Linked DNA regions of Zea mays: region 2 is linked to region 1. A link is a contact called in public Hi-C data. All regions are on one chromosome and are shown on one strand. Each heading gives the region's core, a stretch centred on a gene start, on an enhancer-like site or on the middle of the called end of the contact. The rest is flanking DNA. Distances are from core to core; before and after follow the strand shown. Region 1 holds the start of LOC100283372. Region 2 holds the start of LOC103645752 (choline transporter protein 1).

Region 1 (5,960 bases), core at 3,422-5,921:
CCGCGCTCAAGCTCAAGGCCCGTGCCAAATGGTAGATTCCAGCCCATCCCCTCTTCCTCGTGCTAGATTCTGCTGGTCTATTTTTTGAATTTCGTGCGTTTTTTCCCTATCTATGTTCATTCGCTTCGGTTCAAATTTAGTTTACAACGACTTCAGATCAGTCCCATGGCCCATAGGAAGTAAACATAATATATGATGCTTCTATCTCACGCACAATTTAGTCATAATCCTTAACTATTGGCCCTGTTTGTACGCTGATCATTCGTGCTAGTGTTGCCTGAGCATAAAACGACTTTGATCTTGTGTCTTTGCTTTGCGTCCAAGAGTGCCCTGGTCACCATGCTGCATAACCTCTGCAGTGCTTAGGTTTTTCAGTGTGCAGATGCTATTCTGTGTTTCGATTATTTGCAAGCACTTGAACTCACGGATTGACTGCTTCCAGCTAACTGATATTATCAGCATACCACTGTTGGCTTCACTCTCTGCCTGTGCTCGTTGTTTTTTTTTTTTTTTGAAAAAAAAAACTAGTTCAGTTTAACATTGTCCATATGCCATCTGAATATGCCAGGAATGCTTGGCATAAGCTGGGTGCTATGCCTACAGAAGAAGCTATGCAAGGGTACATCACAATTGTTCAGGACCTATTCCCTAACTGGGATGCAGGTGCAAGTGCGGTAAGTTCTGTAGGTCCTTATTCACCTCACTCTTGCCGCAACAGTAATCCTCGTGACAGTGTTGGCTTTTTCATGACATGATAATTTCAGAAAAGGAAAGATGAAGATAGCATTGCTTCCGCATCAGCTTCAAAGGGGCCCATGGGACCTGTGTTTAGCAGTTTAATGTATGAGGAAGACGAAGGAAATGAATCGTAAGTGGTGTTTCCCTCATGGGTGTCTTTACATGCTATAGATGTTACCTGCCTTGGACTAGTGTTTGTAATTGGAACAAACTTAAATGGACGTGCAGAGAACTTGGTGACATCCATGTTTCAGCAAGGGAAGGGGCGACTGATGACATAGTGAAGCTTCTGGCAGCTGGTGTTGAGGTCAACGTGAGAGGTTTGTGTTTGCAAACTATAAACCATCTAATGCTTATGCTGTGCTTATAACCATAATTCATTCAAACATGGTCTGTTTATGGTATTCTCAGATACCGAAGGTAGAAGTCCGTTGCACTGGGCTGTTGATCGTGGCCATCTTAGTGCTGTCGAGGTTCTTGCAAATGCAAATGCAGATCTGAATGCTAAGGTAAATTGGAATTGCTGTATACTCATCGTGTTATACTGTTAATGATAGATTTATTTGATGGGTAATCATACAGCTGGGTGAAGTGCATCTGGTTTGTTTGCATCAAACATGTTGCTATGCTCATTACGGCACTTGATCGCTGTCAGTAGTTCAGCATACCATATAGAGCTTGAAAGTTCAGCCACAGTCTCTTTAGTCATTTGGGCAAACGGCACCTGAACTTAACCGTCTCTTCCACGTTCAGGACAATGAAGGGCAAACGGCACTCCACTATGCTGCTGTTTGTGAAAGAGAAGACATTGCAGAGTTGCTTGTCAAGCATCATGCTGATCTTCGGATCAAGGACGAGGACGGGAACACGGCACATGACTTGTGCCCTTCGAGCTGGTCTTTTATGAACCAGGCAAACTGATAACACGAATATACGGATATGCTTGAAGGTGTCATCTGCCAAGAAACATGCTAGCTGTATCCTAAAGCCCATACGGCACATATGGTGTATCTTAGTGTCATGTGTGACGTGTGGGAAATCAGGCAGGTTGTTTGCGTACGTGGTGCCCTCTCTGAAATCAGATGAGTTGTTTTATCGTCCTCATCGAACCAGTTGTCAAAGGATAGTATTAGTGTTGGGAAGATACATGTATTGCTTTAATCAAAAGAATCATGCTGGACACCAATGCAAGCCCAAATGGGAAGAAAAGGATGTGCGGACATATAACTAGCATCATCGTCTGGTGGTTTCCAATCAAGCATCTCCTAGGTAGGTGATACATACAGACACAAGTGGTCTGTCCTAATTACCACATTGAGTGCAAGAAATACAAAAGAGAATCAAGTTTCTCAATGACAGTTTTATAAAGGTTTCATTCTCATTAATAAATGATGTGACATGTCAACAGTTTAGATGATGAGGCAAGCAATTAATGGAGAAATAGATGAAATGTTAACTAGACATATTGTCTCTTGCATGTTAGCTATAAAATGAAACTAACTCCTCACTGTGAAAGACTGTTTCAACCAAGATTTCATTTTTTTTCTTGATTACATGGAATCTTGGAAACACAAATATGAAATCTACCAGCAAAACCAATGTTAATACACAAGTTACAATGTTTGCAACATCTGCTTTCTTGGATGGCACACTAACTAAAAGTCATCCACATGTAAATAGAGGCAATGAATCTAGTATAGGACTGCCTGCACAACTTTCGAAATCATCGTCCAGCGACTAGTTAAGAAGCTCCTTGGTACAGAACGCGTCTTTTCATTGTTGCAAATAGGGCATCAGGCAGCATCGCTGGGGAGAACGAGGGCAGTGCACCATCCTGAAAGATAAATAGATAATCAGCTCACTGCTCACACATGCGTAGTTTAAGAAGCAGGTCCAAGTACAGGAGACACTTCAAAGTTGGTACCTATAAACACCCTAAACCGAATATCTATGCGCTTAGCTGCAACGGCGGAACAAACCATATGCACGGAATATCATGTCTTTACTGATCTAAGAGAAGTAAGCTTTGGCCCTTGAAGAACACTACAGAACTACCGCACCACTGAAAACACATCTCAAGTAAGATAAAAAATGCAATGATGAGTCATACCTATTGTACCATCATACATTCATACATGTGATCCCTACTCCAGAAATTCTTCCATAAGACCCTGTAGTAAGCTCGCATCATATTATCACCAAAGGGGACAGTGATACAAGGTCATCACAAAGAAACAGAGAGCAAACCTGTGATATAAACTGTTCAGCGTCTGTGCGCCTTAGGAAATGGAGTGAGTTCTTGGTCAATGACACAGAATGGTCACCGAGCGATACTTCACCAATGTCCTCCAGCACCCGAACCTGAATGTAAGGATCCTTGGGAGGAACCATGTCCTGTAATAAAAGGTATAAGGAGTCTGGGATTTCATCCCTAAGAAAGCATAAGAAATAGAAAAAGGGGAAAAAACTCCGTACCACTGTCAAATCTATATCCATCTCTGATATGTATGATTTAATGGCTGCAGAGTGGTTCTTGAAGTACTCCTTTTCTGAGAAATGGAGCTTTTCTTGTATGTCATGAGGAAGCACAGGGCCAATTTTCCATCTAAAACTCTGGATAACTTCTGCTCGGTTGTACCTGTTTGGATGTAATTCTTTCAGCTTCAGTACACACGAATTCAATTTTAATCATGTATTATCAGCATAAAACAGAAAGTTAGCTCAGCTGTGAACTTTTAGTTTTGTACATGTAAGCCATAAGGCATCTTTTGTTACGGAGCAGGGAAAGATGGTGGATAGCTGCACCATAGTGATCTTCATTTCTAGTTGTCTCGATATCTAAGTTTTGCTCCACCATTTTCCTGTACTAAACCAGGCCTAGTCAGTAAACTGTGCATTTGAAACGCCTATCAATCAGGGTAAATTTGAATCAAGATGGTCAGCAACCCAACATTCTAGTAGGGTAAAATTTACCTGATCAACGATTGAAATTGTGAGTTGTGCTCATTGCACTCTCTAATCACTTGATCAAACACGTCACTCTGCACATTTCAGAGATTGCATGTTATGTACCAAAGAAACTAAAAAGGAACTGTGGCTATCAAAGTCACGCTGCCTCTGACAATGGAAAAGTAGTACGTATAAAATATTTCGAACCATTTTAGGTTTTCTGGCACTATATAATGACAAAGTAGTACCCACATGGTAAAAATATGATTATGAATTAATGAAACATGTAGTGATCTTTTTTTATCTAAATTCATATGTATGGGTAGGGTTTAACTTGATAGAGAATTAAACCAGGTCCCATATGATTTTTTTCCAAATCTAGATGGCACGTACTAACTAACATGTTTAGAAGGGAGAAGAATTTAAAAGGCACACAATTGCAGGCACATCTGTCAGCCAAACCAACAATATTTGATCTGACGGTTTATGATTTTTGAGGTGCTACCAGACTACCACGGAAGTAAAGTAAAACTTTCAACTGAGGATATAGGAGTTTTTCGACACTCAATTCACCCATCGAACACAGAACACATCAGATAATACAAAATTGCGGCTTGTAATAGACATAAACGAGATACAAGCAGCATTCCCTATGATTCCAAATTCGTAACCACAAGTGAGTACAGAAGCTGGAATTACGTTGAATGGCACGAGCTGGCCAGCCTCAGAGGAGTCGATCTCCTTCAGCAGCTGCGATGCACGCCTCCCGTACATTATCCTCTTGAGCCCACAATGGCACTTCTGTATTCCAGAGCTGAGAAGCAGAAAATGTTGAATCCAAAAGGCGAGAAGTCCACAATCACGTGAACTAAATTTATACTATCCTGGCGCCTTAGTCTCTGGGCAAGGCGAGGCACGGCGGCGGCGCGCAGGGAGAGAGGAGAGGAAGAGAGAGGCGAGGGCGGGAGACTGGGAGGCACGCGGCGGCTGAGAGGCGAGCGGCGAGAGACTGGGAGACAGGAGAGGCAGTTAGGTTTAACGTGTTGGGCTGATTGGGCTTGTGGTTTTTTTTCCTTTTTCTCCATATCTTTTTTAGGGTTTTTTTCTTTTTCCTTTTCCCTGTTTCTCTACTCTATAACTACAAGGCTTCTGCGAGGCTAAAATAGGTATAAGAGCATCTCAAATGACTCTTCATTTTTAACTCTTTATTTAACTATTTATTTAACTTATCATAAATATTACATTCTATATGTAGCATCTCTCAGTCCAACACAATATATATCTAGTTTGGCTAGTCAAAGTGGCTAGCCAAGTACCAGTGAAGAAGCCAATTTGAAAAGTCAGATAGATTGGTGAGTCTGATAACTAGTTTGTTGGATAGTTATTTCGTTGTTTAGTAAATCAATAGCCAAAATTTGGCTTGACAGACCATTTAGCTAGTCGTTTAGAGATGCTCTAACTGATCCCAATATTCCTGAATATTTAATTTAGGAAAAATAAAATAAAACAACCCTCCAATAGATCCTATTTATTGACCCCATCTTCCCGCGTGCGAAAAAACTATCCTTCCGTGCGCAACTTTCCGCACGCCCTTGTTCTCCCAATCCTATCCGTCGTCGCTGCCGCTCCTCCTATGCCTCAGCTGGTCCCACTCCTCGTCGTCACGCGTCCTCTCCCCCGCTGACCGAAGGCCCCCTGCCCATCGCTGCAAAAATGGCTTCGACCGCCACCAAGGACAATGTTTACATCGACGACCACTGGCACGGGTTGCAGGCGTTCGATGACACCAAGTTGGGGGCGAAAAGCCTGGTAGACTATGGTTTCGAGTCTGTCCCGTCCATCTTCCACCACGACATCATTTCTTTGTCGCCTCTGTTGTCCTCTCTGCAGCATGCCCAAGGAGCTCATGTGTCGGCATGCTCTGCAGGGTGTGCTATTTCAACGAGGGCCCATGGAGGCAAAGCAGGCGCTCTACACCAAGAACCTGGCTGATGTAGTGGTGTGGGATCTCCGGGCATGGCAGTGGGGTGAAGCGCATAAGAACAAAATCGATCCAAATCTACAATCACGAATGGAAGCTATGTCATGAGTAGTTATCTCGACAGGAGGTTGTGTCCATGATTAGTATTATTACTAGTTAGTTGCACGTACGTTGCAACGACACATAGATTATCATTTGATAAAATGTTAGTGCACAATATGCCTAGAGCATACAGGAGAAATAGAAACACGAAGAAAAAATTGCATGATTATCAACACCAATCACTTTAGAT
Region 2 (6,541 bases), core at 2,109-4,608, 140 kb after region 1:
AAGGGGGTCCAGACACGCAACTTGGCCACCCAGACTGAAACCTGCGAGTCCCGAGCATGTATCAAAGGATGGCTAATATCAGACAGGGAACCCTATGGGTGTACTACTAACGCTCCCTAGCTGAAGCTGTGTACAGATCCAGATCCTGACGAGGTTGCCTCCCGAGGGTTGTTGACAACCTTTTCAGATACGCTGGTATCCAACCTCAACACATTGAGCCTGCATCCCAGGCGGGGGGACAGGTACCAGGGAGGAGTCAACAATATCGCACATAGCAGAAACAAGTTGAAAATAGATAAGTGCTAATACTGCTTAATAAATAGTACTCTTGAGTACCTTACAAAAAGCGAAAGTATTACATCTGTTTTCAAGTGGAGCCCTAGTTCCATCTCTACTCTACATGTATGAACTACCTCCACACCAGTAGGGCCACGAGATAGCTAGCTCTGAGCGGCTCGCCAGCGGAGGCGACCACCTCAGCACCGACAGCTAGAGATGGCAATGGGTACCCGAAACTCGAATACCCGACGGGTTTTACCCGATATGAAGGCGGGTACAGGATGATTTCTCTACCCGCAGGTATGTTAATGGGTAAAAACCTCTACCCGTTGGGTAGACGGGTACGAGTACGGGTTGGTACTACCCATACCCGTCTACCCGTGGGTAAAATATACCCGCATCGATAGCACTATAAACATCTAATAGAGTCCAACTTAGCTAGAATAAAACCCTTCTCTAGTTATCATTTGTCTAGATACCAAGTTATGTAATCATATGATTTGTTATATGTGAAATCGAAGTTGTTTTTTATGTTTATCTAATATTTTGAGTGATTGGTATATTGGAATTTAATTCTTTCCTAGCGGGTACGGGTTACCCGACGGGTAAAAGTACTCGCGCGGGTACGGGTATGGGTAAGATTTTATACCCGCGAGTATATATGGGTAACCTGACGGGTAGAATTTTTTTTGATGGGTACGGGTATGGAATGGTACTACCCGACGGGTATGTACCCATTGCCATCCCTACCGACAGCGGCGACCACCTCTGCACCGACGACTCACCAGCAGTGGCGATCACCCCAGCGTGTGCGCCATTGCGAAAAGGTCCTCGCCCCCGTCTTCCTACGGGGGGCGACAACGAGGCCATTAAAGCCAAAGAGTTGGGGGCTCGGCGGTAGGTGGCACTGATGGTCTCGCCAGCGAAGGCAACCACCTCTGCAATGGGCAGCCTCACCAGCGGCGGCGACCACCTTAGCACCGACGACAGCGGCCACCTCTGCACCGGTAGGCGGCGGCTGCCTCAGCATGCGCAAAGAGGTCCTCGCTCCCGTCCTCCCACGGGAGTGAGGACAAGACCATCCAAGAACGCGGCCGCCACCCCTTACGGCCTACGACATCTTGTACAACCCTCCGGGGCGACGTCAGAGCAGTACGATCGGCGGCGCGGGAGACGTCATGGATGTGGCGGACCTGCGCACGGCGCGACCGTCGCTCGTGCGGTGGACGGACAACCACGCCCCAACCAAACGGCAGGAGGCAGCGTCGGAGGCGGCGCCGAAGCCACCCAAGCCGAGGAACCGGGCACGCGGCAGCTGATGGCGCCTGCAACCGGCCGGCCCCGTGTACCCAAGGTTCGCCTCCTCCGCAAGGCTGGTGGACGCGCTTCTCCCCTGAATGCTGGAGGAAGAAGCGGGTCGCCAGCCCATACGGAAGGCAGGACCCTAGCTCGGCTCGCCCTCCTCCCTAGTGCGGATGATGAACATCCTTGAAGTTGAGGGCAGGGGGAGGCCACAGCCCGACTCGCTTCTCTCCACCACAAGGCTGGTGGTCATCCCTCTAGATGACCACTAGCGAGAGATTGCAGCCGAGCTGCATGATGAAAATCCTTTAAGCCGAGCGATGGCGGAACAGCGCCAACCCCCACGGGGTTGCGCTCCTCTCACAACAGCAAGAAGAAGACAAGATCGACAACACCACCATGAGCGCGAGCTCTCCGGCGGTGAGATCGCCGGAGGAGGTGGCCCTGACGTGGATCCCTCTAGAAAACACCGATGCACCTCATCTGGAGGCCTGGAAGGCGGAAGGGCGCGATGAATGCAAGAGGAGCGAGGCATGGCTACTGCCCGGGAGATCGACCCCTTTTTAAAGGCAGATTTCCCCACTCGCGCCCCGAAGCGTCACGGGCAAAGTCTCCCCTGACGTGCACCAGGGTTCCCACCCTATGACACGGGGGCCAGGCCCCACATGTCATACAAACTGGCCCGAAGCATGAAGAAGGCGAACCACCGCACAAGGAGCGTGCAACTGCCCCGTGGTTATGCACCCCTTCATTTTCGAGGCAACCAGCGGTCAAAAAGGCGAACCGCCACGCAGGAAGCGTACAAACGCCCCGCGGTTGTGCGCCCCCCTCAGTTTCGCTGCAACCAGTGGTCCAACATGGGGGCCCAGGCCCACACGTCAAGCAACAGGCGCGCCGGTTACTGGGTGCGGAAAAATCACACCGCCGCTCGCGCCAATACCACGTCTTCTCGGGGCCGTCGCGGAAGACTGAAAAGATAAGTTTTCAGAACCAGTGCAGCGACTCAAGGCATCTCATGCATGGCCCAACAGTGACATTAGGTACGAAGGCCACGGGCCAGTCAACCGTGGGAATAAGCGTGGCAGTCGGCATGACCATAGGCAGGCCGGTAGTAATTGCGTCAACAGGCGCGCAGGAGCAGCAGGCCAACCGCTAATCAGACTCTGCCCCCACCTACAGGCTCGCATCCTCCCTGAGGCGGGCCCGGGGGCCACTGTCGGTACCCTGGATCAGGGGTACCCTCTTCTATAGTATGAAGACGTTGTACACGTACGACGTCTCTAGGCCACACGGAGAACGACACCCGACCCCACCGCATGGGCAGGTCTAAGGGCACCACGTGGCAAGGAAAGATAGTACTATAGTGTAAAACAATGTTTTACATGATAACATACACAATCAAATATACACAATCTCAGGCTATTTTCAGCACCTTACCCATCCTCGTACCTATATTTAAACTCAACTAATGCAGTGAATCTAGCCACAAATATAAACACATACATCAAATACGGTATGAATCTATTAGGGAGTGTTTAATTTATAGTGATTAATTTTTAGTCCCTCTATTTTATTTTATTTTAGTCTATAAATTGCTAAATACAGAAACTAAAACTATAAATATTTACAATTTAGATGTTAAAATATAATAAAATAGAGTGAGGGACTCAGAATATAAATTATATAGTAAATTATAAATATTATTCATTTACAATTAAAAAAGAAAAAAAAATTTAACATCCAAATAAATATCCGGATCCATCTCGACCACAGTAACACGGACCGTCGTCCAAATCCATTGACTGCGGTGAGTGACTCATGAACGCGACGCTGCGGGTAGGTGGAGCGCATGTGACTGAGGGCTGAGGCGCCGTGCAGAGCAGCCGACCAGAAAGTGGCGGACCTCCTTTTCACAGGACAGGCCGGCGGCCGGGTAGGAAAAGCCCAAAACCTCTCTTCCTGCTGCCCCTCGCTGTTCGCTGCCTCCCCTCCACTCTCCACTGTTCACTCCCAGTCCCCACCAGCACCAGGCACAGATCACTCGCTTCCCCACTCGCTCACGCCAAAACCACCGCGCCGAATCCGAATCGAGTCGAGCACGAGCGAGCAAGCAAGGAGCTAGCGCACGCATCTAGGCTAGGCGAGAGCACCAAAGGAGGCGCCGCGGGTGGCGGCGGAATGGGAGGGCCCCTCGGCGCGATCATCGGCCGCTACCCGTCGGCGGCCGGCGGCGACGAGCAGCTGGGAGGCGGCGCCGGAGGCGGCATTATACGCCACGACCGCAGGTGCCGCGACATCGCCGTTCTCGTGCTCTTCGCCGCCTTCTGGGTCGCCATGATTGTCAACTCCAGCTTCGGCTTCAACCAGGGCAACCCGCTCAGGTCAGTCAGATTCGCTGCCCCCCCTCTCCCTCAAGATCTGCGCTCGATCTTCCTAGCTGAGCCTGGGTGCTGCCGGTGGTTGTGAGATGCCTCGGCGACGACTCGCTTTGAGTTTGGTCACCTCAATTTCGGCTGCTCTCATCTCTTTGAGAACTGAGAGACACACACTTTTCAAGAACTCTGCTTTTGGAGTGTGGGAGGCTCCCGAAAATTAGATCGATACCAAAATTGGGTGAAACCGCTTGTCTCTGGATTTTGTTCTTGCTCTAATAATGAAACAACAAGCAATGTTGAGGATTTACCAAAGTTGCGGATCTTGCTTGCTATGGCCTAAAGGGGTGTTTGGTATCTAGGGACTAACATTCCACTTTAGTTCGTAAATTGCTAAATATGGAAACAAAAACTCTATTTTAGTTTTTATATTTGATAATTTAGGAACTAAAATAGAATAAAATGAAACCAAACACCCCCTAAGGAATACTCCTACAATACAACGTGTACCACTTAGTTACTACTTACTAGTATGTTATTTGTAGTGTGGAGCGAATCTTTGTCTTGCTTCGTTAGTCTAACCGGATTTAGCTTTAGAGAGGCAAAAGAAAGAAGGAAAGAAAGAAAGAAAGAAGTAAAAAAAGATAGAGCCTTTACTGCTTATACTAGTATAAAGGAGCTTGTGGCCCAAGGAATTGTATCGCCTACCTAAAACCCAGCAATACAGGATACAGCTAAAAAGTTATGGTCTCATAGGCAGAAAGCAGGTGAAAGTTGGTGGTCATATATTCTCTCAAAGGCAGAAAGCAGGTGAAAGCCCGGCCTGATAAGGGCTTGTTCGGTTAGCTCTAAATCCATGTGGATTGAGTGAGTTTAAATCCCAAGCAAGTCAAAGTTCTTCTAAATTTTTTCCAATCCCATCCAATACATGTATGATGGGAATAACCGAACAAGGCCTAAACAATGTGTTTTTAGGGATAAAATCCAGTGTTGTGGATCTTCTTGAGTATTCATACAACCAGTATGCTGTCACCAGTCACCATTTTACCACCATTACATGTTTCTTATGCAGCAGTTGTGTTTTAGGTCCAGATGCTGATGCTATTTTCTAGTTGCTTGTGCTGTCTTTGTCCATGCAACCAACTGTTGTTGATGTCTGGTTGGTTGTTGGAGTTCCCGCTCCATCAGTTAAGATTTATATTTAGCTGAAAGCAGCTCCAAGCACTATCAAACAGACTGACTGGCTGTAATGGAAGATTGATCGATATTGTTAATTTCTGCATCTACGGCAGTTTAACAAAAGATAACATCCTGTGCTATGACCACACAGGCTGACTTATGAACTGGACTACAAAGGGAACGTTTGTGGCGATAAGCATGGCAACCCAAATTTGCAGGAGCTGGATGTTAGATACTGGATGAATCCGAATCAAGTCTACCAAAGTGGACTCAAGAACAGCAAGGTTAACCTGGCTGATGCCAAAGCCATCTGCCTGATGGAGTGCCCAAATCCAGCTGTAGATGGATTGAACTATATTTGTGATTATCCAGAAGGGAACATAGACCTCTCTGTTGATGATTGGATCAATAGGGACTATGACTATTATGAGTTTCTCACACCAGACATGAAGAATAGCTCACTTCAACTCCAGGGTCCATGCTACCCTATAATATTTCCAACTGTAAATGGTAATATTAATCCTGCCGTCATTTTAAAAGTTATAAGGGTTAGATAGAGTGGCATGACTTATTTATTCTGTAAATTCATACTGTAACCGTGAGATAAGCATTTCAATTTTCTTCCCCTTTAGTCTATTGGAGCTGCCAATTTATTGCACGTGCATCCAATGTTTCTTTGAAGCACTGGCATGAGACGGGTGGTGTCAGCATTGATGAAAATATCCTCATTGATAAAACAGTGCACAAGGCCATCGATTCTAGATCTGCTGTATTAAAGGTTTGTAAACTTTTTGGTATATTTTTCTTGCCTGCCTAATCATTTTTATCTTCACAAAGCGTTCCTGTTTTGTATGGCATCAAATGACAAATGGTTCATCCTGAATTTGCTTTAAACTACACATGTCAAATTCCTGCTCAACTCAAGATTGATAACTATTCTGTTGCATTTAAAGAAAATCCTGCTGCGGCCTAATGTATATAGCATGTTACATACTTCAATTGGTTTATCCTCTACTGCAGAGATATATTGCAGACATTGGGAAGTCCTGGCCTGTGTTCATCGTTTGTGGTGGAATTCTCCCTGTTTTCCTGTCAGTTATCTGGTTGCTTATGATTCGTTATTTCGTTGCTGCCATGACTTGGATTACAGTAGTCCTCTTCAATGCCCTTGTTATATCTGTAACGATGTTCTTTTACATCAAAGGTATGATTCACTGCTCCACTTCCTAGTTACAAGGTATTTATTCACAAAGAAAGCTTTTTGCACACATACCTAATCCATGGTTCACTTCCTGCAACTGCTGCATCAAACATTCAGCTGGCTGGATAGGCAATGACCCCTTAACTGTTGTCATTGGTGAAAGTGATCCATATGTTCACATAAGTGGACGGGTAAGTATCTCCATCTG

Evidence for each region. Hi-C and Micro-C count contacts between places; a contact is called where the count stands out from the background.
Region 2: a contact with region 1 is called in a Hi-C map of bundle sheath, with 2.2 times the contacts expected there. The contact joins the promoter of LOC103645752 here to the promoter of LOC100283372 in region 1. A contact is called at or near these places in 12 of 25 Hi-C or Micro-C datasets (bundle sheath, ear, endosperm and 5 more) and 1 of 3 datasets of contacts at active chromatin or transcription factors (seedling).

Annotation. Positions count from the first base shown.
Region 1 is chr2:1,372,686-1,378,645 of Zm-B73-REFERENCE-NAM-5.0, forward strand. LOC100283372 reads right to left here and starts at 4,672. Exons shown (of 7, transcript NM_001369661.1): 1 at 4,387-4,672; 2 at 3,712-3,779; 3 at 3,486-3,599; 4 at 3,214-3,376; 5 at 2,986-3,132; 6 at 2,849-2,909; 7 at 2,186-2,572. The coding sequence starts at 4,461. The coding sequence ends at 2,883. LOC100282403 reads left to right here. Exons shown (of 7, transcript NM_001371864.1): 2 at 1-31; 3 at 569-674; 4 at 765-868; 5 at 967-1,058; 6 at 1,150-1,247; 7 at 1,492-1,960. The coding sequence ends at 1,659.
Region 2 is chr2:1,518,630-1,525,170 of Zm-B73-REFERENCE-NAM-5.0, forward strand. It overlaps LOC103645752 (choline transporter protein 1), which reads left to right and starts at 3,359. Exons shown (of 10, transcript XM_008670454.3): 1 at 3,359-3,962; 2 at 5,284-5,642; 3 at 5,765-5,910; 4 at 6,153-6,336; 5 at 6,451-6,524. The coding sequence starts at 3,760.